Linked DNA regions of Mus musculus: all the other regions are linked to region 1. The links are chromatin contacts, called in public promoter capture Hi-C maps. All regions are on one chromosome and are shown on one strand. The core of a region is the stretch at or near the end of the contact, and the rest is flanking DNA. Distances in the headings are between cores, read along the strand shown.

The links. Promoter capture Hi-C pulls out the DNA fragments that hold promoters and counts their contacts.
Region 2: a contact with region 1 is called in a promoter capture Hi-C map of pre-B cells, with 5 times the contacts expected there. The contact joins the promoter of Dhx38 here to the promoter of Gabarapl2 in region 1. A contact is called at or near these places in 1 of 39 promoter capture datasets (pre-B cells) and 2 of 9 other capture datasets (adipose tissue and liver).
Region 3: a promoter capture Hi-C map of pre-B cells shows a contact between it and region 1, with 2.8 times the contacts expected there. The contact joins the promoter of Pkd1l3 here to the promoter of Gabarapl2 in region 1. A contact is called at or near these places in 1 of 39 promoter capture datasets (pre-B cells) and 1 of 484 Hi-C or Micro-C datasets (CD4 T cells).
Region 4: a promoter capture Hi-C map of liver shows a contact between it and region 1, with 4 times the contacts expected there. The contact joins the promoter of Ap1g1 here to the promoter of Gabarapl2 in region 1.
Region 5: a promoter capture Hi-C map of erythroid cells shows a contact between it and region 1, with 4 times the contacts expected there. The contact joins the promoter of Phlpp2 here to the promoter of Gabarapl2 in region 1. A contact is called at or near these places in 2 of 39 promoter capture datasets (the C10 cell line and erythroid cells).

The regions. Positions count from the first base shown.
Region 1 is chr8:111,938,406-111,943,844 of GRCm38.p6, forward strand. Gabarapl2 (gamma-aminobutyric acid (GABA) A receptor-associated protein-like 2) reads left to right here and starts at 2,298. Exons shown (of 4, transcript NM_026693.5): 1 at 2,298-2,447; 2 at 2,755-2,810; 3 at 4,097-4,269. The coding sequence starts at 2,414.
Region 2 is chr8:109,563,541-109,568,979 of GRCm38.p6, forward strand. It overlaps Dhx38 (DEAH (Asp-Glu-Ala-His) box polypeptide 38), which reads right to left and starts at 2,321. Exons shown (of 27, transcript NM_178380.2): 1 at 1,951-2,321. Txnl4b (thioredoxin-like 4B) reads left to right here and starts at 2,352. Exons shown (of 4, transcript NM_175646.4): 1 at 2,352-2,523; 2 at 5,350-5,439. The coding sequence starts at 5,426.
Region 3 is chr8:109,611,655-109,617,093 of GRCm38.p6, forward strand. Pkd1l3 (polycystic kidney disease 1 like 3) reads left to right here and starts at 2,580. Exons shown (of 33, transcript NM_001286454.2): 1 at 2,580-3,169; 2 at 4,685-4,807. The coding sequence starts at 2,863.
Region 4 is chr8:109,776,510-109,781,948 of GRCm38.p6, forward strand. Ap1g1 (adaptor protein complex AP-1, gamma 1 subunit) reads left to right here and starts at 2,074. Exons shown (of 24, transcript NM_009677.6): 1 at 2,074-2,453.
Region 5 is chr8:109,866,260-109,871,698 of GRCm38.p6, forward strand. It overlaps Phlpp2 (PH domain and leucine rich repeat protein phosphatase 2), which reads left to right and starts at 2,344. Exons shown (of 19, transcript NM_001122594.2): 1 at 2,344-2,458. The coding sequence starts at 2,360. It overlaps Gm17344 (a long non-coding RNA gene), which reads right to left and starts at 2,271. Exons shown (of 4, transcript XR_003947453.1): 1 at 2,037-2,271.

The DNA of each region.
Region 1 (5,439 bases), core at 1,048-3,547:
CTGGTCTACAAAGTGAGTTCCAGGACAGCCAGGGCTACACAGAGAAACCCTGTCTCGAAAAACCAAAAAAAAAAAAAAAAAAAAAAAAAAAAAAAAAAAAAAAACCAAAAAAAAAAAACCCCAAAAAAACAAAAGAAACAAACAAACAAACAAACAACTGAGATTTCAGGTATAAACCTCCAGGCTGGTTTATGTGTTTCTAGGGATTGAACCCAAGGCTTCAGGCATGCTGTCCTCTACTGGCTAAGCTAAATCTCCAGCTAGTGATTTCTTTCCCGTCTCTCTCTTTCTTACATTGGGGATTAAATCCAGGCCTGGGTGTGCTCCATCTCTGAACTACACTCCCAGGTTAACCTGATCGTTTAAAAAAAATGTCTGAATGAGTTGGGCGTGTCGGCAAAGTTCTTTAGTTCCGGGAGCTCAGGAGGCAGAGGCAGGCAGATCTCTGAGTTCTAGGTTATCTTGCCCTGCAGAGTGATTTCCTGGACAGCCAGGACTAAATTGAGAAGCCCTATCTTGAAAAAAAAAAAAATGCTTGAATGCATTACAGATCTTCTTAAAAGCTCTTGTTACCTGATGGTAAAAGTCACAGTTGTGCAACTCAAAACACCGGTTTGTTCCAGATCTTTCTGACCCTTATCTCGTCCCACTCCTTCTCATTTCTTTAGCCACTTGGGGTCCCCTGTGTTCCTGGCAGTTGACAATTTCTGTAGTAGCCCTCCACCCCAGCAGTGCTTCATGTTCTTGTCATCCACTGTTTTACTTTTCTAAATGTCACCTGTCATCACCTGACATTTAGTTTCTGTTCCCAAGGCACAAAAGCTCTGCTACAGCAGGGGTGTTGTTTGTTTTGCTCCATGGATTTCTCCCAGTCTCCAGAACAGCACTGTGTTATGTCTGCAACATAACACTCAATGCATTTTTTGTTTTGCAGAAGACAAACACCTAGTTGCTCAGACACAGTCTTTTTTTTTTTTTTTTTTCCAGACAGGGTTTCTCTGTGTAGCCCTGGCTGTCTGGGAACTCACTCTGTAGACTAGGCTGGCCTTGAACTCAGAAATCCACCTGCCTGCCAAGTACTGGGATTAAAGGCATGGGCCACCACACCCAGCTAACACAAAGTTTTAAAAGTTCTTTAAATTAAATTTTTTTTTCCTTAAGATTTTCATTATCTTCCCTGCATCTGGGTGTGTATGTGTATGGAGGCTTGCCACAGTGAATGCCTTGAGGCCAGAAGATAACCTTTGTAAACAGGTTGTCCTCCATCACTTGGGTCCTCAGGATTGAACTCCGTCTGGCAGGCTTGGCACCAAGCGTTTTTACCTGCTGGGAACTGAGTCTCTCCCCTCCCCCCAGTGGAAAATAACAAATACTTTCAGAATGAAGTTATAGCCACAGCATCTATCAGGAATTTCAACTGTAGGGAATGATTGATGACAAGGTTCAAACACTGGCTCTACAGATGCGGCAGATCATATAAGCACGTGGTCAGGTGGCCGATTAACTGCATATTCATGTTCTGTGTTCACCAGTGCATAAACAGATGGTGACCCAGAGCCGACTTCCTGGATGACTATGCTACGACTTGGACAGGGGTGGAACCTCGAGGCTTGTGCCTAGGGCAGGTGACACCCACAGCTCAGGGTTAGTGCCGAGCCACTCCCACTGCCAGCTCCTTCTCCTAGGGTGTCTTATGACCAGCTCTCCCAGGAATCCTCCCCGCCTGACACTGGCACTTCGCCTCTGACAGTTTCCGATAAAGAATCTCTGTGATCAGGGATATTCCGTTGACTAAATGAGTATGTGTGGTACTTGTTCATAAGTGTTCATGAATGTTTAAAATATGTATTCGTGAGTGGGAAGTGAGATTTGTTTAAATCAAATTTTAGGTGCAACAACTCCTATACTAGACCTCTAGGTGGTCACCAGTACTCGTTGCACACAGCGCTTGGAACAGGTTATCCCTCCATGCCGAGCTCCCGCCTTCTCACCCAGCCAAAAATTAATATTCATTTCTCCTTAAGCCCCAGACTTCCCCTTCCAGAGCCCTTTACAAGCGTTCCAAGCTATGAGCCATGACCTGCCTGTCATGCACAATCCTGAAACTCCATTCCAGTCACTAATTCCTAAAGTCTCCACTGTCACTCACAGACTTCCCAGCCACCTACGTCAGTCTCCATTCCCAGGAGCGCTCCTAGGTCTCCGCTTAGGCTCCGCCCTCTCACGTAATCGTAGCCTACTGAAGCTCTTACCAGGCCCGCCGGAAGCCCCGCCCCGGGAGGTTGCTAGGCTCCGGCAGCCGGAAGTCCCGCCTGTGGAGTAGTCGTCGCTGCCGCCGCCGCCTCCGTTGTTGTTGTGGTCGCTTCGCCGAAGTCCGCGGCTCGAAGAGCCGGCTCCGTCGCTTCCCGTCGCCATGAAGTGGATGTTTAAGGAGGACCACTCTCTGGGTAAGCGCGGTCGGCCTGCGGGGCCCCAGATCGCGGCCCCTCCCCCACTCCCGCCGCCCTGCCGGGCCCGCTGGGTCGCCAAGGCCCCGGCATCCTGGCGCCTCCCACGGACCCGTGTCGCCCTACGTGGATCTCGCTGGGAGTTCCTGAGGGGATCTGTGGCGAGGGACTCCGGGGCTAGGACTCGGGGCGTACGCACGCAGGCAGGTTGCGGGCGGAGAAGGGCGGACAGGAAGAAGGGGTTCCGGCAGCGGCGGCCCTGCTGTCCGGCAAGTGCGAATGTCAGCCTGGTTTTCTTCTTCCCCAGAACACAGATGCGTGGAATCCGCGAAGATCAGAGCGAAGTACCCCGACCGAGTTCCGGTGAGTGTGGACTCCCCGCCCCCTCACCCCGCTGTCACCCTTAGCGTCTAGGAGAGGTGTCGGGCGGGCGCGCTAGGCCGTGCAACAGTTGAGAACTTAAGGTCTCAAGGTGTAGCCCAGAGACCGAGGACAGCCTGGGGTTCCGCCGGCCCAAGCTTGGGGCTTAAGGGGCTGGTGCTGTCCAGGGGCACCAGTGCTGAATCTCCCGATCTAGGGCAGCAAGCTGCTTGCAGCCTCTCGGCTCCCTCACCAATTATGTAAGGAACCGTGTTCTAGGACAGGGCAACAGGTCACTGCCACTTTGGGGAATGATGGTGGAGGGAGACTGGCATTTGGGGTTGGATACGGTAGCATCCTTTCAAGGTAGTCATCTTTAACGCTGGACCTTTAACTTCGAGTTTCTCTTTACCCTGATTCTGCCATCCTTGTTTGACTAACAAATCTGAAATGCTCTCGTTTTGCCTCTAATCAATAAGTATGTTGCTTTATTTCTGCTTTCTGCCCTAGTTGGGGCGATCGTTTCTGATATCACTATTGATTTTTGAAGGACATAAAGTCTTACTATTGTAGTGCTTTGCTTGTAAACAGTCCCTTTGAGAAGCAGGAGGATAAATGTTAACTGTTCAGAGAGAAGCAACAGGCCAAATGAAAATGTCGGCTCTTGGGTGGCTGTAGTTGTATAGCTTTGCCCTTAGTTCATCCATTTCTTTCCAGTGTTGTTGGGGATTGGAATGCTCTAACAGGGTCTATCTATGGATCAAAAGATGACAGATGAAACCCTAGCCAGATCAATCTTTTCATCGGCCTAGATAAAATGTTAGAGAGCTACCCTTGCAGTGGGGTGGCACGTGCCTTCAGTCCCAACATTCAGGGGTCAGAGGCAGCTGATCTCAGAGTTTGGGGACAGCCTGGTCTACAGTTCCAGGACATCTGGGACTAACAGAGAGACCCTGTCTCTGGAAGAAGATAGAAAGCTTTGTAGCTGTGCTTCTCTTACAAACGCTGAGATCAGAAATGAGGAATATCAGTCAGCTCTGGGCCTCCAGAGCGGGGCTTCTTGAGCTGTGGGCATATTGATTTACTCATCTGTGCCGTTTCCCACACACTGCCTTGTCCACACTCTGCTCATCAGACTGGAGCAATCAAGCCCTGTGGGTAAGTGCTGGAGCTCGCTCTCCCTCGCCGTCCCTCTCACAGTGCTGGGAACCAGGTAGCAGCCTTTGTGGATTCCAGGCAAAAGTTGCTCTGTGGAGGACTGGCCTGAGCTTCTGACCCGTCTTTCCCAGGTGATCGTGGAAAAAGTCTCGGGCTCTCAGATTGTTGACATAGACAAGAGGAAGTACTTGGTCCCCTCGGACATCACTGTGGCTCAGTTCATGTGGATCATCAGGAAAAGGATCCAGCTTCCCTCCGAGAAGGCCATCTTCCTGTTTGTGGACAAGACAGTCCCACAGTCCAGGTAAGAAGTGTTTGCTAGCTGGGCCTGTGGCTTGGAAATCCATTCGCCGCTTATAAAACTCAAACCATAGGAGGTGTTCTTAGTACAACTTCTTCCTTTCCTTTTCCTTCCTTCCTTCCTTCTTTCCTTCCCTCCCTCCCTCCCTCCCTTCCTCTCTTTCCCTATCCCTCCCTCTTTCTCTCTTTTGGTTTTTCAAGATAGTTTATTTCCTCCTTTTTTTAATTAGATATTTTCTTTATTTACATTTCAAATGTTATCCGGAAAGTTCCTTATACCTCCCCCCATGCCCTGCTCCCCTACCCACCCACTCACACTTCTTGGCCCTGGCGTTCCCCTGTACTGAGGCATATAAAGTTTGCAAGACCAAGGGGCCTCTCTTTCCAATGATGGCCAACTAAGCCATCTTCTGCTACATATGCAGCTAGAGACACAAGCTCTGGGGGTACTGGTTAGTTCATTTTGTTGTTCCACCTATAGGGTTGCAGACCCCCTTCAGCTCCTTGGGTACTTTCTCTGGCTCCTCCATTGGGGCCCCTATGTTCCATCCTATAGATGACTGTGAGCAGCATCCACTTCTGTATTTGCTAGGCACTGGCATAGCCTCACTGAAGCTATATCAGGGTCCTTTCCGCAAAATCTTTCTGGCATATGCAATAGTGTCTGGGTTTGGTAACTGATTATGGGATGGATCACTGGGTGGGGTAGTCTCTGGATAGTCCATCCTTTTGTCTTAGCTCCAAACTTTGTCTCTAACTCCTTCCATGGGTGTTTTGTTACCTATCCCAAGGATGAATGAAGTATTCACACGTTGGTCTTGCCTCTTGATTTTTCTTGTTTTGCAAATTGTATCTTGGGTATTCTAAGTTTCTGGGCTAATATCCACTTATCAGTGAGTGCATATCAAGTGACTTTTGTGGGTTGTTTCTTTTATGTAGCCTTGGTTGTCCTTGAACTTTTAAACCAGGCTGACCTTGAACTCATCCTGCTGCCTCCCTGGAATTGAAGGCATGAGCTACCACACCCAACTTTTTTTTCCGAGACAGGGTTTCTCTGTGTAGCCCCAGCTGTCCTGGAACTCTGTAGACCAGGCTGGCCTTGAACTCAGAAATCCACCTGCCTCTGCATACCAACTGCTGGGATTAAAGGCGTGCTCCACCACACCCAGCTACT
Region 2 (5,439 bases), core at 1,071-3,570, 2.4 Mb before region 1:
GTGGGAAGCTAGTCTGGGCTACATAGTTTCACACTAGCTAGGATATTTAGTGAAGGATTCACTCATTTATATTCTTTCTCTCTCCTTCTCTTGCTCTCTCCCTCCCAGTTTGTCCCTCTGCCCATTATCTCACTCTTCTACAGAACACACTTCCTCCCACTTATGGGCCAAAATAATCACCTCTAGGAGTCCCCATTAGCTCCCTGCCTCTGAACACAAGCCAGGCATGCTTGCCTTTTTCATATGAACTGTAGCAGCACATCCCACTTCTCTAGTGAGACAAGAAAGAAAGAAAGAAAGAAAGAAAGAAAGAAAGAAAGAAAGAGAGAGAGAGAGAGAGAGAGAGAGAGAGAGAGAGAGAGAAAGGAAGGAAGGAAGGAAGGAAGGAAGGAAGAAAGGAAGAAAGGAAGGAAGAAATAAACTAAGTAACTAACTCACTCCAGGCTCTTGGCATTTTCTGGTTTTTTTGGGACAGTAAGCAGTTGTCTTGGTTAGTCATTAGTTCTCTATGTGTGAAACCACAATCACTTCTGCTTTCCACAATCCACAGAACCACTGTGAGAATCAATTGTTGGTACACTGATGTGACGGTTGCATACTTGGTATTATGCTCCTGTACCCTGACTTCCCTTCCTGGTTTTTGATATGCATTCTCCCACCCACCCATCCCATTCCCTTTAAGTCACAAGTTCCACAGAGCAGAGAAGTTAGCTAGCACACGATTTCACCATCCATATTCTACACACTTGCTGACTTTTGTTGTGGATCAGTAGTGGTTTGTGGGAAAAGAGAAAAAAAGCATCCCATAGCAGGCAAAAAAAAAAAAAAAAAAAATCTCTTGAATAACAAACTGTGTTCGCCAAAATTACTTCCAAGAAATGTTAGGAAAGAGCATGTCTGGAACGTGTTTCAGAGACTGTAAGACCTCCCAGGTGTTTGGCTGATGTCAAATTCATCTTTATCTAACACCACCCGATTATAAGCTTGGACCTATGTTGGACATGTAGTTAATTATTCTCATTCCGATTAAGTTTATAAAGCATGAGAACTGTGACTTTTGAATCTAGACTTCTTTTGCTGTGTTCTAATTAACATGCACAGCTCTCCCAAGGGGCGCTGCAACACAATGTGGATGAAGAAGCAAAAGTTTCCCGAGGTAGAAGAGAGAAACAAAGTCGCATCTTATATGCATATTAAGAAATCTTGACAGGAAGGCTGAGATACAACGACTTACATCCTAAAGTGTCATTTGCATGCAAGCAGAGACTACTGTCTGTCTTGTTAACAAATGGCAAAGTAAAAACCTGATTAGATATCATTTATTGAAAGCGAACAGGAAGTCAGACATTTCTCTGGACAGGAAATTATTCACAACACAGGACAAGGAAGGACTTAATTAGCGGCTCAAAATAGCAAATAAAGCGGTCCACGGCCAGACTATGGAGAAACATCGGTGACAAAGAAGCCACAATGGACTTCTCAGGTTAGCAACTGCTTACTGCATGCGTCGTTAATCCACTTGCTATTCTCAACAATACCGATAAAGGAAAAACAAGAGCCCTTTCCTCTTAGGGTTAATACTCTACTTATAGATTATCCGCCAGATCTAGTGGAGACTCTTCAGTGAGACAGGAGGAAGGCACCAGAAGCCCTACCCAGGCTCTCCAACTATCGGGTACCAGGTTCGCGTACTGCCCTAAACGAGGGCACAGGGAGGACCCCTGAATCTCCGTGGGGCCGTTCCCAAACACCGGGATGAGACCAGAACATGGACAAAGTCCGGAGAAGGCTGAATGAACTTCTCCGCTCAAGCAAATAGAGAAACTTGGGTAACAAGGACTAGAGGAACTCTGAAATCAGGGCCCAAACAGAAGCCGCGAGCCGACACCGGCCGCCTGGAGCCGCCATGGCTGCCGAAGGACAGATCTGGAAAGAGAAAGAGACGCTCACCTCACCAAGCACGACTCTCGAGGCCTTCGGTTCCTGATCTGGAGACGCCAGCGCGGCCACCGCTCGATCCGAGGGTCTCAAAGAGGCAAATTCCGCTGTTTGAAAGCGGCCATCATCGTCCCATAATGCCCTGCGCGGAGCCTTCTATCCGTCCAAAAAGACCATCGAGAGCAGCCCACAAATCCAGGGTTCCGGGACGCCAGAGTGCAACCCCGCGAACAGGCCTTCCGAGCCTCAGTCTCTTCCTCTGGGTTCAGAGTCTCCTTGCGACCAATCGCGCTTGGCGTAAGAGTCAACACCCCGCCTCTGGCTCGGGGGTGTGCAAGGGAGGACAACACGAGACCGGCCATGTTTACTAAGGGCGGAAATGACGTCACTTCCTGTCGCTGGCGGCCAGTGCAAAGTGGAAAGGAACTAAAATAATCTTGTCGGATTACCGGACTATTGACTGGGGCGCGCGGTGGCACGTTCGTTTTCTGCGTCCGTGTTTCTCACTTCCGTTTGGGAGGATTTTTTTTTTTTTTTTTTTTTTTTTTTCCTGTCGGAGGAAGCGTTTCTAAGGATACAGCCCAGGTTAGTTGGGGTCTTTCCCAGGATGGCAGTGAGGAAAGAGGCAGTTGTGCCCTAGCTAACCGGTGGAGGAGCCCGGGTTGCTGACATGTAGACCGAAGTGTCCTCCATGGCACCTGTGAACCAGGGGGAACCCAACCACCAGGTTCTTATCAAAAACATGCGTTGGGTGTTTTGTAGACGTCAGCCCTGACGTAGATTAAAGTGACATACCGCTGTAATCCCAGCAGTTGTGAGGTTTAGGCATAAAGATTGCCACAAGTTTGAGGCCACTCTGGGGTACTAAGCGAGATCCTTGGAAAATAAGTTCATGTTCAGATATGTCCTTTGGTTATATCTTAGGATGCTTATTTCCATTATCCTATGAAAGCATTACACGTTAAGTTTCTACAAAAAAGAAGAATCAGACTTTACATACTGCTTCCGAATCTTTTCTTAGTAGCTGTATAAGATAGTTCGCAAGACTACTACTATCAGTGCCCTGTTGACAGACATGAACATAGGTCTTTGTGTCTATGTTCATATTCTCAAAAGTAGAGCTGTTGTGTAAAGAGGAGGCCAGTTTTCTTTCCAAAGAGCTTTTGCATCCAAATTCCAACGAAGTAGGCATGCCTCCGCTCTCTCTCCATTCTGAGTGTTACCGTCTCACTTGGTGTTTGTAGACTCAATGCATTTCTTAAATCTGCCTTTTAACTTGCTATCCTTTGTCTACGTGCAAAACTTGGCTTTCCAAATGTGTTTAGTGTTCATAATTTTTATGATTCTCCATTTGCATCCCTCATGCGAACACTGTCTTGGATGTGGTGTCGCTTTCCCCCTCCTTCCAACATCTGGCCTGTAGCACACCGACCCTCTCTGGTGACACGCCACACTCCCCCTTCCTCTTTTTATTACTAGTACGGGATTTGCTTACGTGAATTCTAACGGCGAGACGGGTCCAAATTCTCTTTGTGTTTCTCTTTCATCAGTAATTTGTTCTACACTCACAGTTGATGAAACCCCTCCTGGAAGTCAGCTTCCCTATTTAAAGGGTGACCTACAGGCTGGAGAGATGGCTCAGAGGTTGAGACCACTGACTGCTCTTCCACATGACCAGGGATTCAGCTCCCAGCACCCACGTGGCACCTCACATCTATCTTTAACTCCAGTCCCAGGGAATTTGACATATAGGCAGGAAGACATGCACATAAAACTATTAAAATAAACTGTGGCTTATAGGTGGAACAATTTCATTTCTTGTGTAAATTTTATTCATATCTTATGTGTGCATTGTTGTGTATGTGCATGAGTATATACTCATGTATATACACCTGTCAGTGCATGTTTGTACACCAAAGGCAACCTTAGGTGTTTGGGTTTGGGTTTGTTTTGTTTTGTATTGTTGACAACAAGGTCTCAGGCTGCCCTGCAACTTGGTGAACTGGCTAGGCTGACTGGCCACCAAATCCCAAGGATCTGGCTGAGTGCACTGAGTTCGTGAGCTACTCTCGCAGGCCAGGCTTCTTTTTAGATGGCTTCCGGGGATCGAACTGGGTCCTCACCCTTCCCAGGCAAGCACTTTACTAACTGAGCTATCCTCCCAGCCCTAATCCAGACCACGAAATATAATTTTTGATGAAGGGGAGAAAGGCAAATCACATTTCATAGCATTAACAAGCCTTGAAATTAAATGCAGAGTAACTAATATCCCAGTTGCATCTTCTGTGGGTACTGTCAATAGTGACTTGTCAGTCATGGGATTTTTCAATTAGGAAATGACTTGCCAAAAATTAGGAGCTAGACTAGCAATTTTGTAGCATGAGTTCTAGCCTTTGTCTCACAGCTAGAAGAGTAACAGAATGAACTAGTCTATAGAGTGAGAAGCCCAGCACCAAAGGAAGACAGAGAGAAGGTCAGATGAGGCCCCTCTACCTCAGTCTCCTCTGAGTCATTTATTTAATTATGACTTTCACACACTCTTAGTTGGTCTGTTTGCCATGTGATTAAGTGTATCTAGGAAGTCCCCTTAAGTCAGGACTCGAGAATATACAAACATTCGTCAATGAAGGACCCATGAAGTATGGTCCACAAATGAAGTAGTATGGAATCTCAAAGTCTTTTGTGTAGGGATATGGGAAGTTCAGTAAACGTTATATTAAAACAATGCAAAGCGCAGAAAGGGTGAATCATGTCCCCACCTCTGCCACCCCACCTTCCAGCCACTCTCCCTCCTACTCCAGACTGCTGAGGTCAAGTTTGTCTGCTTCAGCACTTGCCATAAGCTGTGGTTCTTTCTGCAGTCTGGCAGTGCTCTGAGGCACAGCCGCATCCTTCAGCTGCAGGCGGGCCTCCTTTGTGCAGATGCTTGCCTCCCTACTCAGCTACCCGTGGCTCCCCCAGGCCTCTTGGGTGGGAGCAGCACTCTGAAGTTAAAGCTTTGCTTTGTCTTCCTACTCTGATGTGGCTTTTTTAAAGATTTATTTATTTTGTGTGTATGAGTACAGTGTAGCTGTCTTCAGACACAACAGAAGAGGGCATCAGCTCTCATTACAGTTGGGAGCCACCATGTGGTTGCTGGGAATTGAACTCAGGACCTTTGGAAAAGCTGCCAGTGCTATCAACTGCTGAGCCATCTCTCCAGTCCTCCTACTCTGTTCTAATTCAAATCTTTAATTTCACTTAGAAACACATGAGAAATTATTGTGAGAAGTTACCTAGTGTGTCAGGATGGACCCAGAGGTGGCAAGCAAGGGGTGAGACGTCTTCACAAAATGGGCTTCCTAAAAGGTTTCTTTTTAAATCACCTCAGTGTCTGGTCACTACTAAATGGTGTTGTCTTCTTTCTGTTAGGACCCACGCACTTCATCTCAGCAGCCTTTAGACACTGCAGAATTGATAGTGCGGACTAGCATTGGACTTTTTCAAGATGAGCTTCCTCTT
Region 3 (5,439 bases), core at 1,330-3,829, 2.3 Mb before region 1:
ATACGGTTCACGTGTGGTTTTGGTTTCGTGCAGGTAAGAAACAGAATACAGCCATCCGGGCCAATCCTAGTGGCAGCAAACATGGAGGACACACAAGTCTAGAGGTTTATCGGCAATAGTCTTTATGTTCGTCTGCAGTAGAATCCTGCTGGGAGTGAGGTTCCTGCTGCATGAGTAGGTCTCAACGACCCTGTCACAAAATGAGTTTTCAGGGGTAACTCTGAGATGACAGACATGTTAATTTACATCACTACATATTAGCTAGTGTGTCCTGTAACTATGTTCTTTACACAATGTGTATTATAATGTGTATGTTCTTACATAATGTGTATTATAATATATGTTCTTTACATAATGTGTACTATAACAATACACATTACTGTTCAATTAAAGAGCTTCCTTGTAGAGCCAGAGCCTTTGGTATTTCCAGACATGAATGTATCCTATTTCAGTGGGGTTCATACTCCTAAGTTATCTTACCCACTCCTTCTCCTCCCTCTCCCTGGTTCCCTGAACTTCCCATAGTGTTTCCTCTACTGGTTCCAGGTTGCCTTTAAATTCTAGCCTCTACAGATGGGTGAAACCATGTGATAATTCTTCGTCTGCATCTGACTTATTTTTGCTTAACATGAAAACTTCCAGTTCCATCCATTTTTCTGACAAATGACATGATCACATTCTCTCTGGTCAAATAAACCCATACACACACACACACACACACACACACACACACACACATATATATATATACATATATACACACACACATATATACATATACACACACACACACACACACACACACACATATATATGCCCAGAGAAGAAAATATTCTCATTGAGTCCTGTAATTGATTTAAGTCAAAAGATTTAAACCAGGCAGTGGTGGTTCATGCCTTTAATCCCAGCACTTGGGAGGCAGAGGCAGGCAGATTTCTGAGTTTGAGCCTAGCCTGGTCTACAGTGTGAGTTCCAGGACAGCCAGGGCTACACAGAGAAACCCTGTCTCAAAAAAAAAGTTAAAAGATTTTATTTATTTTTATTTTATGTATACGGGTGTTTCGTCTGTCTGTATGTATGTATACCATGTACATGGCCTGGTACCTTCAAAGCCAGAAGAAGGCTGGATCCAGCATGTGGGTGCTGGGAATTGAACCTGGGTCCTCTGCAAGAACTAGTGCTACTAACCATGGAGCCATCTTTCCAGCCCCCTATGATTGAGTTTTTCAAATAAATACTCTCCTTGTCAGCCCAGTATTCTGGCAAAGGATTGTATCCAGGATGTATAAAGGGACTCCCAAAAAAAGTTATTAGGAGAATAAGTAATGCAGTCAATAAATGGCAAATGATCTGAGCTGACACTTCTCAGACAGCTGGTAAATATGGGGAGGGGAGATGCTACACACCCTGTGTTAGACTGAGTTGCCACAGAAATAAAAAAATAAACTGGCCTTCCCTGGGAACACTTTGTCCTTTTCTCAGCACAATGAAAGGTGATGGTCTCTCCGCAGGAACAAGGACCATGTACATGTGGAGTTGGGGTCTTGGGGGCAGAAGAGCCCAGTCCATCTGCAGGTCATTTCCCCTGTAGTCAGGAAGTGGTAGCTCCCAGCGGGTTTGTGTGGATCTCCTGATTAGGAGCTTCCATAGATGTCATCTGTCAATCAACTTTCCTGCCCAGAGCCTCTCAGCCCAGCTGCTGCTTAGACACCATTAACCCTTCATCCTCAGCCATCAGGAAAATACAACCCGAAGCTATGCTGGGAATCCATTTCACGTCACTCAGAATGGCCCTCATCAAAATCGGGGAAAGTTACCTTTATACACTGTTGGTGGGAGTGTAACCACGTGTAACCTGTAGCAAACAATAGGGAGGTTCCTAAAAAAACAAACTACAAGGATGCTATATGACTCTGCTATATGAAGACTAGGTGTATACCCACAGGGAATGAAGTCAGCACTCAGAAGAGAGCCTGTGTGTCCATATTAATACTCAGTACTGTTAACCATAGCCAAGCTACAGCAGTGGCTCAGGTGCCTGTAAACAGATGACAGATGAATAGATAAAAAAGAGGATATATATATATATATATATATATATATATATATATATGTGTGTGTGTGTGTGTGTGTGTGTGTGTGTGTGTGTATGTATATATGTGTGTGTGTATAGATAGATAGATAGATAGATAGATAGATAGACTTTTAATACCAACACTCAAGAGGCTGAGGCAAGTGGATCTCTCTGAGTTCAAGTCCAGCCTGGTCTACATAGTGAGTTCCAGGACAGCTAGGGATACATAGTGAGACCCTGTCTTGAAAATAACAACAACAAAAGAAAGTTTTCCTTTTCATAAAAAAGTATCCATTTTTCTGGACACATACCTCATTGCTAGGGTGCTTGTATAGAGTGCATAAGGTTCTGTGTTAGAGCCCATGCTTTAAGAACTAAGCTCGCCAAGTCTAGTAACACTGGTTTCGATATCCACCAACCTCTCCCTGCTTGCAGGTAGCTTTGGCGTCATAATGGGTCTTTATTTGCTAAAGATACATCTGGGCGTGTAGACACAGATGGAGACATTGGTGCCCCCGACTGTAAAGCCCCGTTTGCTATTCATTTGCAGCCGGTGAGAAATAGCTTCCCTAAACAAAACAAAACCTTTATCTCCTTGGCAGGTTGTTCCCAACCCACAAAAGAACAATACGGACGATTCTGACAAACTCACTGAGTCCTATTTAAAAGCCCAGGCAGCTGCCAAGCCTCCGTACATCTTCTCTCTTCTCACTCGAGCCTCCGTACATCTCTCTTCTCACTCGAGCCTCCGTACATCTTCTCTCTTCTCACTCGGCACAGAGAGAAAAATGCTCTTGCAGAGGCGGTCCTGGCTCTGGCTGTACATTAGAATCGGTGTCATTCTGGGTGATATTTTGGGACGTAAACCAAGCATCCGGGAGCAACATGGGGGAAACAGCTGCTATCAGCTTAACAGACTTTTCTGTGACTTCCAGGAAGCAGATAACTACTGCCACGCCCAGAGAGGACGCCTAGCCCACACGTGGAACCCCAAGCTTCGGGGTTTCCTAAAAAGCTTCCTGAATGAAGAAACAGTGTGGTGGGTCAGGGGAAACCTGACGCTGCCCGGATCGCATCCAGGGATAAATCAGACAGGTAGGGCTCTCGTGTTGAATGTTGAGGGGAAAAGCTTTCTTGGGCTGTGTTCTAGGGTGGAAGAAAGTCATCTTTGGCCTTTCCACTTTTTTTTTTTTTTTTTCAGATTACATTTTAAGGTATTGTTTTTTCCCTTTTTGAGATTTATTTATTTTACGTATGAGTGCTTTATCTGCACATCTACCTGCTTGCCAGAAGAGGGCATCAGATCGATTACAGATGGTTGTGAGTGTCCATGTGGTTGCTGAGAATTGAACTCGGGACCTCTGAAAGAGCAGCCAGTGCTTTTAACTTCTGAGCCATCTCTCCAGCCCCCTTTCAGCTTTTATAATCAGAAAAAGGGTTAGTTTGACCATCAATCTCTCTCCATACGCTTTCCACTTTTGTGTCTCGGCCAACATTTGTCTCCATAGCAATGGCAATGTACTTTTTCCCCCCCTGAGACAGGGTCTGTCTGTGTAGCCTTGGCTGTCCTGGAATGTGCTCTGTAGATCACGTTCCAGGCCTTGAACTCACAGAGATCCTCCTGCCTGTGCCTCCTGAGTGCTGGGATTAAAGGTGTGCACCATCATTGACCGGTGGCAATGAGCTTTTTGTCAGAGCCTGTCTAAAACTTAATTCCTGAGTCTTCATGTATGGTGTTATTTTGCTTTATTTGATTTGGGGTATCTGGAATTTTTGTTGTTTTGTTTTATATTGTGACAGTTTTGCTTTATAGTGCAAGATGTCCTGAAACTTGGTATTCAGCACAAACTGGTCTCAAACTCTCAATCCCCCCACCACGCACCCCCCCCTTAAGTGTTGAATGTTGAATGAAGAGGAAAGCCTTTTGAATGTTGGCTTTCCAGGTATACAAATAGTTGCTATTATACAAGATTCTAAAGAGAAAAAAACTCTTACAGTGACTTTCTTTGTTATCTTTGCCTCCAGATTTCCTAAAACAGAAGCTAGGAGAGAAATTACCTCTTTATTGTTTTTTTTACAAAATCGAGTACCATAATCTTGCAATTTTAGCAAAAAGAAAAAAAAACAAGAAATTATTATATCATCATGTCTCCCTAATGTCTAGGTAATTAATTCTAAGATCTATGATTAAAATATCTAAATATTGAAGAGTAATCTATAATACTCAGGGAGAAGTCGTAACTTTTCATTTGCTGGAAGCCAGACAAGTTGGGCATATATGTGCTTTAGTGCCACCGTGTGTGGAGGCCGAGTATCAAACTCCGATGTTTCTCCTCACCTTCCACCTTGTTTGGGGCAAGGTCTCTTTTGTTGTCCGCCACAGTGTACCCCAGGTCCCACAGGTCTCTGGGATCCTCCTTCCTTCACCTCCCATCTCACCTAAGAGCACTGGGATTACAGATATGGGAGGCTACCATGCCTGGCCATACATGGGCTCCAGGGATTCGAACTTGGGTCCTCACATCTGCCCAGCAAGTGTTTTGCTCACTGAGCCACCTCCCCTGTCTAACTCTGAAGAGTGGGACTTAACTGAGTCTGGTGCCCCTCCAGGAGGTGATGACGTCTTAAGGAACCAAAAGCCTGGCGAGTGCCCTTCCGTGGTCACACACTCTAATGCTGTCTTCTCAAGATGGAACCTGTGCATAGAGAAGCATCATTTCATTTGCCAGGCTGGTGAGTCACCAAACTACATCAATTTTAGTTTCGAAACTGGTATTACATAAGGTATGCACATGAGAGGATAAATTTTAAATAGTCTGGAATTGACCATTGGACAGATATAAGAATTTCTATCTTTTTAAAAAGATTTATTTATTTTATATATGTGAGTACACTGTAGCTATCTTCAGACACAGCAGCAGAGGGCGTCAGATCTCATTACAGATGGTTGTGAGCCACCATGTGGTTGCTGGGAATTGAACTCAGGACCTCTAGGAGAGCAGACGGTGCTCTTAACCACTCACTGAGCCTGCTTTCCAACCCAAGAATTTCTATTTTTAGTTTTTTTTTTTTTAACTTGTCCTGTTTGCCTGTGGAGATGGGAGTTGGGGGTTGGCACAGGTGCCGCAGGACACATATGGAGGTCAGAGGTCAACTTGTGGGGGTCAGTTCTCTCCTACCAGGTGGATTCTGGGGTTTAAACTCAGGTCATCAGGCTTACTGGCAGGTGCCTTTTGCCTCCGAGTCATCCCTCCAGCCTGCAGTTTCTAGTTTCATAACACTGGCTATCCCAAGAAACTGCCCCTTGGAGTGAGTGATGTCTTCACCCCTCCATGCTAGCTGCTAGATGAACTCTCACGGTCGAC
Region 4 (5,439 bases), core at 824-3,323, 2.2 Mb before region 1:
AACAATAAGAACAACAGAGAAGGGGTCTAAGTTGCTCTTTTCCTTTGAGTGTTCAGCTTTTCTTGGAGGGAGGAGATGTTGTGAGATCAGTCACTATGCAGCCAAGGTTATCCTCCAACTCACAATCTCTCTGCATCAGCCTCTAAGAAACTGAGCTTACAGATGCTGCCACCACAGCTTCGTCAAGTCCTTCTTAAGAAGACATTTTTTTTTTCTCATTAATCCCAGCACTTAAGAGGCAGAGGCAGATGCAGGCAGATCGCTGTGAATTTGAGGCCAATCTGGGCTACAGAATTCCTGGACCTCTAGGGAAAGACTGAGAAACCCTGTCTCAAAAAGAAGAAGGAGGAGGAGAAGAAGAAAAGAGGAGGAGAGAAAGGACAAAGAAGAAGAAGAAGAAGAAGAAGAAGAAGAAGAAGAAGGAGGAGGAGGAGGAGGAGGAGGAGGAGGAGGAGGAGGAGGAGGAGGAGGAGGAGGAGGAGGAGGAGAAAAGAGGAGGAGAGAAAGGATGAAGAAGAAGAAGAAGAAGAAGAAGGAGGAGGAGGAGGAGGAGGAGGAGGAGGAGGAGGAGGAGGAGGAGGAGAAGGAGGAGAAGGAGAAGGAGGAGAAGGAGAAGAAAAGAGAAAAATAAAACTTTTGTTGTTTGCTATGGTAAACACTTAATTTTGGCCCATAAAAACTATTTTAATCTTCCATGTGGAAAACTTGGCTACCTTTGCCTTGCATCTCTGCTTGAAGATTTCCTTTACGGAAATTTCACAGTGAATTTGGCATGTTTCATGCATAGGCCTGGCTCAAAGTAATCTGCACTGTGCTAGCATTATGATGTTCTTCTAGTCTTAGGGTGTACCTAGGGCTGCCCTGTACAGATGCCCCGAAGAAAGGTAGGAGGATTTGAATTCCGTAAGCATTCTGCTCTATAAACCGGTAGGTATGGGTTGGAATATGTATATGGGGTGTGGTGAATTTTCTGTGTAAGATGACATCTTAAGGCAGACTCCATTGTGAGAGACAGTTGTAGTTTTTCTCAAGTCTTAAATCTCATTATTTGTAAACTTTGGTTACTTACTTTGACTCACGAGATTGCTTAGCGGGCTAGGTTGTACATACGATGGTACCTTATGATCAATATGACACCAATATTTAATAAATTTGATCGTGCCCTTGGTATCCTTTCTTTCCAGCCACTTGGCATGCTCCAGAAATTCAAGGTCAAAATTGTATGGCTAGACTTACTCAGCTCAACGTCTGTATTTTGAAATCCTTGCATGAAAAACGAATGTCTAAAAGATGCAACTTCCTGTTTATGACACTCAAATTTGAAACTCAGGATTTTTGCTTAGTTCCTGGTCTTTGGTATTCAGTGTAGTCTTGTGTTTTATTCACATCTGGGATACCTTTGTTGTCAATCTATCGGAAAGATTTTATTCTAGGTAGGTCACCTTTCCTTTAAATGGGCCAAGATATCAAGGATCTCTAGGTTCACATGGAAAAGACTTGGGTCACAAGTTAGTAATTATTTATCACGCCAGGAACTGTCTAGTTAGACTTTCTTTGCTTCAGGTCATTAGTTCATTCAATCATAGATGGAAAAGCTATTCTGGAAGAGTTTTAGCTGACATTTGTCCAGATTCTTTTTTCCCCTCACAGGAGGGGACTGGATCGTAGGTGAGATTGCCGCACAAGGCGGTGGTGCTGTGCTTGGAATCCATTCTTAGGTTTCATCTTTTTACCTGTTTTCGCAAAAAAAAAAAAAAAAAAAAAAAAAAAAAATTGAAGATACCATAAAACCCTAGAATCCAAAGCCACTTGGAGCATGTTTCTAATGTTGACCAGAAACCTCTGGCCAACGAGGACCACTTAGGAATCCTTTCGGACAAAACTGGTCACACCATGTCTATGCGCTTTCCCCTGCATCTCCTCTCCGCCTTCCCCAGCTCCCTCGCTGAGCTCCGCCCACCTCAGGTGACCCCCACCGTTTCCTGGCTGCACAGTTTTCCCCTCCCCCCAGAACGGAACCAAAGTGCGACGGCTCCAGGGCCGGGCCGGAGCGTGCTAGCTCAGACTCCTCGCAGCGGTGACTCGGCAGCGGCGTCGAGCGTCATCAGTGACAGCCCCGACCCTTGCTACGCTTTGAGTCGCTCTGCCCGGCGCAGTCGCCTCCTCCTCGGCAAATAGTCCTCGGCGGGGGCCGAGTCCTCGGGTCATCCGGGGTGGGAGACGGCACGGGCTGCAGTCGGAGGGACGCGGGGCGGCCGGCGAGAGGGAGCCGGGGAGCGGCGTCTCCCGGGGAAGCGCGAGGCGTGAGGTAGAGGCGCCCTCCTCGCCCGGGATCCCTCCGCCTGCAGTCGCGGTGCTGAGGCCGAGGGAGCCGCCATTTTGGATGTTCGGTTCCTGCTGCCACTGCCGCCGCCGCCCCCGAAGCTGCTGGTTTCCTTCGAGGTTTCGGGCCGGTGAGTGTCACTCGCGGCACCGAGGGCGGGTCGGCTCTTGGGCTCTGCCGCAGCCGCGAGCGTCTGGCCGGAAACCTCCTGTCAGTCCCAGGGGTCCGGGCTCAGCCTGTGGGGGGTGGGGGGTGAGGAGGACCCAGGTTTGGGTCAGGAGGGACCCGGGAGCCCCGGGCTTGCTTGGACTTCCTGAGGGCCGACCTCGGGAGCTTCAGAGCCGGAGCTGTCGTGCGCGGTCGCTTTCCTCTTCCCTTGGCGTGGTCTGGCCGCCGCAGGCCTCCTTGAACCCATTGACTTTCTCAGGCTGCGAGGCTCCTTTGAAAGCTCGCTCCGTTCGGGGAGCTTAGGATTTAGCGGGGCCGGGCCCCACCCCCGCGTGTCCTCTCGGAGCCACGTATCAGCGTTCTTGTGTTGGGGACTCGGGTCAGATCTGAGAACTCTGAGCATTTCCCACGCAGGGGCAATTCTGCCTGGTCCCTGCAGTGCCGTCCACTGAAAGCCGGACATCGGCCTCGCCTCCCTCTAACCTTCCAACTAACTTCTGGTCCAAACACTTTCGCTTTTTTTTTTTTCTTCTTCCTTCTTCTTCTTTCTCTTTTTCTTTTAAAGAACTCACCTGAGACCGCACTATTCACTCTCCTCTCCAACTCTCGGTTCTGCGGACGTCGGTTTCTAGTAATTCTCAGGCTCTTCCTCATTGCCTGGAACTGTCGGTTCTGCTTCCCAGTTAGGGCTTGGTGTCGGAGAGCCGTCGAACCACCCTAGGGTGTATTTCCGCAGCAAATGGGTTTAAAGCAGGCCAAGTGGCTTTGGGTGCGAAGGAGCTGTGAAAATAACTTTCTGCATTTCTTTCTGTTCTGAAAGCTGAGCTTTGGGGCACTTACTGATACTTTTTATTTATTTTTTTCTTTTAGCGTTATATTTGCTTGAGCATGGAAAGCTGCCCTTGGAGAATAATAATCTGACGTAGGTAGAAAGGAAGATAACTTTTTTGGTTCCTATAGGGATTAGTTAACAGAAGAGCGAGCTGAATGGTCTCTTAGTGACCGCACCCCTCAGGTGTTTGTATAGTAATGAACGCTGCTGACTTCTTATGTTGACTTTTCTCAGACTAGTTAGATTTTAAGCATCCATTTCCACCGTTGCCTGGAGTATTTGCCAGACGTTTGATTTGAAACCTGTGGATCTTCAAAGTAATGATAGCTTCATTAATTCTGTTCTTAAAGTATTCCTGCAGTCCAGTATGCGTGAATAAAAAACATTTCACAATAATTCACTGGTTATTTCCTACATTTCAAGTTAGGTGAGTGTGGTTGAATCACACCCCCCCAGCCCGTTTTATCTCAGCCTAGGTTTTTGCATCTGCAAAAGAGAATAACTTCTTTGAGATCACAGGTGACTCGAAACCTAAGTTTATAACTTGAAGCAAGTCAAGTCTCTCAATAGTTGTAAACTTTATATTGATGCTCTATTTAACATTTTTGAAGATTTATTTATATTTTTATCTGAATGTCTTGCCGGTATTTATATGTGTATCATGTGCACACTCAGTTCCAGTGGAAGTCACAAGAGGGTTTTTGGATCCTCTGGAAATGGAATTCTAGGCAGGTGTGAGCTGCCGTGTGGGTTCTGGGAACTGAATCCATGTCTTGTATAAGAGCAGTCAGTGCTTTTAACTGTTGAGCTGTCTCTCCAGCCCTGTGACGCTGCTTTATTCTTATCAAGCTTTTGAACTGTGAGAACAGGTCAATTCTTACAGGTCATACAGTGTCACGGAGGACAGTGTTTTCATGCAGATAGTCTGTGCTCTTGTCATTTGTTTTGAGAAGTTCCTTCAGAGCTATGTTAGTCTTGTCAGATATGAGTTCTGTGTGTTGCTCCAAAGTTGTTCCCTTTTCTTTTGCTTTAAAAAGAACTCGGGGCTTCTGTCTCCTTGCATGGTGAAATTTTCAGTTTTTGAGTTCACTTTTTGAACAAGTATTGAAAGAACTATCAAAGTTATTTAACTCAGTTCATGTTATGGTTTAACATACTGGGATTTAAATGTCATTCATTCTTAGATGGTTTGCAGTTTACCTTGAGAAAGTACCCTTTTGCTAAACAAATTATTAGCAAAGTGCTGTTCTGTGTACCACTGATCAGCACATATAGGAATGTCTACTTTGTCTTGGCTGCTGAGAATTGCACTAGAAGTTAACATTTGTGTTTAGTAAACTTCCATTTATTTCCTTCCTTCTTCCCTCCCCACCCCCCCCTGCCTTTTTTTTTTTTTTTTAAACATGGTTTTAGCTCAGTTGCTGAGGCTGGCTTTAATTTGTGACCCTCCTACCTTATTTGAGTAGCTAAGATTAACAGGTCTGTGCCACCAGTACTGACCCAGCTTTTGGTTTTGGAGACAGTCTTCCTATGTAGCTCAGGTTGGCCTGGAACTTGTGTACTTCACTATCTTCCCAGTGCTGGGGCTGCAGGCATATGCTGCTCCAAGGGGTATGTTATGTACAGTTGCATTTATTTTCTTTGGCAAAGGTAAATGCTTTTTTTTTTTTTTTTTTTTTTTGATCCAGTCTGTTTTGCTGACAGCAACCATATAATCTGAGTGAATTTTAGAATGAAACTAAAATATAGAAATTTCCAATACTGCCTTGCTGATATTTAACCTGACTTATTTTTATTCTTAGGTAGTGGGGTGTAACTCCATGGTAGAGTGCTAGCTTATCATACTTGAAGCTATAGGTTCTATCCTACCCTACCTCCCAGAAAGTCAGAATAAACAAAACAAAACAAAACTAAACCAAACAGTATACAAAGCAGATAAAAACCCAAATAGTTTAAATGAATCATTAAAAAAATCCTTATGTAGGCATAAAAGGTCAAATGAGTTCTTTCAAAAGTTATTTTTAATTTGAAAACTTGAATTGGAATCTACATATCAAGACAGATTTCAAAATGTTTAATCCCTTTTGCATTTGATAGAGACTTAAATTTTTGTGTA
Region 5 (5,439 bases), core at 1,094-3,593, 2.1 Mb before region 1:
GAAAGTGGCTTTTGGAAACCATCTCCAACTATTTCCCTGCCCTTGGCTATCTACTTCTGTCTTCATGTTGGTGCCTGGTCCATTCAAAACAAAAAACCAAAACAAAAAACCAGTGTGTTTGCTGTGAAATCAACCAGGGTTAGAAATCCAACTAAATCAGGTAGGTATCTGAAATAATTTCAAAGTAGAAAGAAAACCCTGGGATGTAGCTTTTCTTTCACCTTTTATTAAACTTCACAGAGAGAAACCATGCTTACTGTAGTAAAAGAAAACAAAGAAAGGAAGATTGGGACTGTGGTAGAGGAAGGCAAAAAAAACGCCTTTTATAGAAGAAATGATTTGTATGAGGCAGAATCTTTGAAGCAAAGTTTTATCTTTCTTTTTCTTTTTTTAGATTTATATATTGATATATGTCAGTACACTGTAGTTGACTTCAGACACACCAGAAAAGGATGTCAGATCTCATTATGGGTGGTTGTGAGCCACCATGTGGTTGCTGGGATTTGAACTCAGGATCTTCGGAAGAGCAGTCAGTGCTCTTAACTGCTGAGCCATCTAGCCAGCCCGCAAAGTTTTATCTTGACATGTCAATTAGCTCCAAATTGAACAAAACATCTTAAGACAGGGCGGGCCAGGTCTATCTCGAATGCTGTTGCTTTTAAGCCTACAGTTAAAATACTCCAGACAAGTAGTTGCACAGGCCAAACTGAAGCAATGGGTAATAAGTGACCCTTTGCCCGGTTATCTTAGAAGTTGTTTTGCTTTTTAATCCCTTACAAGTTGGCTGAATATTCAACACATACATAAGAGAGGAAGCCCTAAAAATGAAGAGATCTAGAAGGCTTCTTACAAAATGTAGGAGCAGTTTAATGCTAATCACCTTTTGGGAAACCTAGAATTTCAGAATTACAGTGGCTACTATGAATCTTTAATATGAGTTAGGCTCTTTGTTCTGTCCAATCCACCTTGATAATGGCCAGGCAGATGTTAATCTAGTTCATTCACTCCTTAAGAACCAACGCAAGGGTCTAGAGAGATGGCTTAGTGGTTCAGAGCACTGGCTGCTCTTCCAGAGAACCCAGGGTCAACTCCCAGAGTTCACCTGTCAATTTACAACCATCTATAACTCCAGGTCCAGAGGATCCGACACTGTCTTCTGGCCTCTATCATCAGTCATACACGTGTTGTGTTGCATAGACTTAATACCCATAACAACACGGAAGACCCACCTGAAGCTGGGCATAGTGGTGCACATCTGCACTGGGGAGGTGGAGACAGGAGACTCTAAAAGTTCAGGGCCAGCTTTGGCTATATAGTGAGTTCGGGTCTGCCTGGGCTATGTGTAATTTTCTGTCTCAAAAAAAAAAAAAATCCGAAAGAATTAGATCAAGTAATTTGTACATGTATAGAATGTATAGATCTAATAATGAGTATAATTAACGGGGTGTGGTGACCCACGCCTTTAATCCCAGCACTTGGGAGGCAGAGGCAGGCGGATTTCTGAATTCGAGGCCAGCCTGGTCTACAAAGTGAGTTCCCGGACAGCCAAGGCTACATAGAGAAACCCTGTCTCGAAAAACCAAAAGAAAAAAAAAAAAAAAAGAGTACAATTGAGATTTGGAATTGGAATTAGGCAGACTTATAATTTGGCCCACTAACCACAAAACTATCTTTCACTCCAGGAACAAAAAGAGTCAGCTTTTAAAATAGGTGAATTAAGACTTGCAAAATAGAAAGCGGGCTTACACACCATGTTACTGGTTGAGTGGTTGAGGACGAGAAAGGAAATCTGATACTTTGATTACAGGAAAAGGACACTGAACTGTGCCTGGAAAGCTTAGTGTACTTGAGGTGGTTTGATGAAGAAGGTCGCCAGCTATCCCTAAGAGGTGAGTATAAGCAACAGTTCTTTCACCCCCAGTGGGTGCCAGGGGACAAGACACATTTGGGAGCAGGAAGCGTCTTGGATGGAGAATTCCAGCGCCGCCCATGGTGGAGGGTTGTATCTTGTCTATTTTAACAGGTGCAGGCCTTACCTGTCACTTCCTCTGGCCGCTTCTTGGAGGATCCAGAAAGTACCAAATTGCTCTCCCTGCGCCCTGGTCCTAGGAGCTCAGGGTGGAGCGCAGCAGAGGCTTACTCCGCCTGCAGTGGCGCCAGCCTCCCACAATTCTACTCCGGCCTCGCCAGGCTGACGACTACGCAGGTCCAGCGGGTCGGGGAGGGACCGAAGGGGGCGGAGCGTCTTGGTTAGGGGCGGGGTCTAGGCGGAGGGGCGAGGCCTCCCGCTGCTCGCGCGCGCCTCCGAGGCTCGCGCTGTCGCGCCGGGCCGGGCGTCTCTGTAAATCCTTGGCCGCCAATGGGGGAGGTGGAGCCCGTGCCCGCGGGCCCGCTGGAGCCCCCGGAGCCACCTGAAGCGGCGGCGCCTCGCCGGCCCGGAGGGATTCGGGTCCTAAAGGTGAGACGGCAGGGAGAGGGAGGAAGCAAGAGGGCTGTGGCCGCCTTCGCTAAGCTGCCCGAGGCGGCGGGCGCCCCCCGCCCTGCGTCCCTGGGCCGCTTGCACTTGGCCGGGCCGCCGCGGGCCTGCTGTGGGGCCTCCGGGCCGCGCCCCCGCCCTGGCCTCCGCCGCCCTGGTCCCCGGCGCTGTCCATCCCTGACCGCCGCCCGGCAGGCCCACGCCTTCGGGCAGCCGCTGCCCCCACCTTCCTTCCTCCCCGCATCCCCGGGACCTCAGTCTCCTCGCTGGGCCTAGCCCGGGGCCCCGGGACGGATTCCGGGGGGCTCCGAGGGCCGGCCGCGCCTGGCGGGAGTCAGGCGGCGAGTACGCAGGACTCGGCGGACACCTGAAGACATCACCCCAGCTGGAGGATGGCGGCGGCGATTGGCCAGGCGCCGCGGTGTGCGCGGGCTGCGCCGGCGGGAGCGGCCACGCTGCCCTCGGGACTGGCTGCGGGAGTTCCGAACCGGCTCTCGGCTCCAAGACGCAACACCCCGCGCTTCCCGCTCGGGGGACAGTCCCGGAGGATCTGCTGCCTGTGGACCTGCTGGGCGTGTTGCAGGGTTTGGGGGGCGGGGGTGGGAGAGCAGAGCCCGAAGGGGCACTCCTGCTTGGCTGACAATCCGGGGAGAAGGCAGTGGGGGAGCCGTTATGCAACAGGCAGCTAAGCGGGGCTTTTTGGTAGAATCAGGGGAGTAGGAGGATAGGAAAACAGATGCAGGGGAAAGGGGAGTGGAGCCTTGAAGGTGAGTGATGACAAGAAGTTTCTATGCAGGAAGAATGCAGAAGGTGAGCTGAGGTGAGGTCAGCAGAGATGGCTAAAAGGTGGCTAACTGGGTGGAGTTCTCTACTAACCTCTGAAATAGTGCAGAGACATTTTTTTCTGTAGGTTCAGTATATAAACGAACTGGAATAGTGGAATGGAATTCCTCTAGAGTTCTAGAAGAGCAATTGGCAGGATTTAAAACTTGCCAAAGAAGGGGAAGAAAATTAAGATTTAATGTGTTTCGAAACCAGTCTGCCAAACATCGAAGATACTTAATGTTAAAAGCAAACCTTAAGTAATTAAATGAGATTGTTGTTGAGTAATATTTCCTTTTATTAAGATTATTAGTAAAGTAGCACAAAGATGGAAGCAGCAGAAAAATTTATTTGTTGTACTTAGTGAATTCATAAAACCAATACTCAGTAGACTGAAATTTTATTTTCTGGCACCTCCCAGTGTTAATGCATAGTTTACTTTAGACTAACTTCATAACTGTTACCTACACTGTTACCTACACTGGAATTTACTCAAGCATAAATCGAAGTGTAATTACTCAAAGTCTTCCAGATATTTAAAATGATAGCAAATAACGAACTGTAAATTGTGAGTGGATTCAGTACAGGCAAGAGATCTGCAGGACTAACTTATGAGGAAATAGTTTTGAGAGATATCAAATGGCTTTTGGTATGCAGAGGATGGTCAATTTAAAAAAAAAAAAACTTTTCTTGTAACCTTTTTGGGTCATGTTGAAATGGCCAATTGCATGAATGGAGGGTTCCTGAAGCTCTCATTTTGGGATCATTAGAAAGATTCCAGTGATGGGTCGGTCAGTCTTGATTCTTGGTCAGAATTGAGCTCTTGCCATGAAAGTCTTTCTGAAAGGCCTTCCTGGCCTTGCTTTCCTGAATTAGTTAACACTAATCCTCGTAAATAAGTGGGATAGATGGTCATGGAAACAGGCCTTGTGTGTCCCGCAAGCAGAAGTTCTCTGGAGTTGCTGAGTGGTTCGCTCTCTCAATTTTAGCCTATAAAGAGTACAAGAGGTGAGCAGCAGACTTTCTGAACCTTGAAGAATGTCATGTTTGCCCACAGGTTTTTCTCTGGAGATGTTTGTAAAGACTTCTCTAGCCTAGGAGCATGGCTCTGGGTTAGGAGTGCAGGGAGGGTCAGCAGCCCTCCAACATACAAGGCTCTGGTTTTATTCCTCAGCTCAAGCATCAAAATACTTATAAAAAGTTGATGCATGCCTTAATCTTAGCACTTGGGAAGCAGAGGCAGGCAGATCTCTGAGTTCTAGGGCAGCCTGATCTATAGAGTTCCAGAACAGCCAGAGATACAGAGAGAACCCCTGTCTTGAAAAACAAAACAAATAAACAAAAAGACTTTTTATTCCTTTATACTTACACCCAAATCATGAACATTATTCTCAAGTTTTCATAAAAAGCTCTTCATAAAAGCCTTACATGACTGAGCCAACATAATTTATTCAGATTATATCAAGGACCATAGGACACTGGAGCATTTTATAAAAAGTGCACTGCTAAGCCAAGGCTCTGGGCTTGTACCTATGGCCTCTGCTATTCAGAAGGTTGACATGAGATCACACTTAAGCCTCAGGGTCTAAGGCCAGTTTGAGCAACGTAGAATGTATGTCAAAGTTCTAAAACTTTCTCAAGTTCCTGAATCAGGCTCAAGAGGTTTTCAGATGTTTCCTATGCTTTTGAGATTATGGTTTAGTTTAATCAGTCAGGAGATGATAGGAAGTTACAGCCAGTCTGGTTTGAATATTATTTGTCTTTTGTTTTTATCAAAATAGATGTCTTTGAAGTTGTGTTTAGGTGCATGCATGTTTGTGTGCCTGTGTATGGAGGTCAGGGGTGGATGTCAGATGTCTTTATCTATTGCTCTTCACCTTGTTGTTTGAGACAGGCTTTCTTACTGAACCAACTTACTAGACTGGCTCCCTAGTAAGCCTTTGGGTCTCCATCTTCCAGCACTGGGGTTGCCTGTATTTATTGCCACGTCCTGAGTTTACTCATGTGTAGTGACTTGAACTCAGATCCTGTGCTTCCGTGCCAAGCACATCACTGACTGAGCTGTCTGCTCAGCCCTAACTGTTGTGTAGCCCTGGCTGGTCTGGGACTTGTTATATATTCCATATTGACCTAGAACTTGC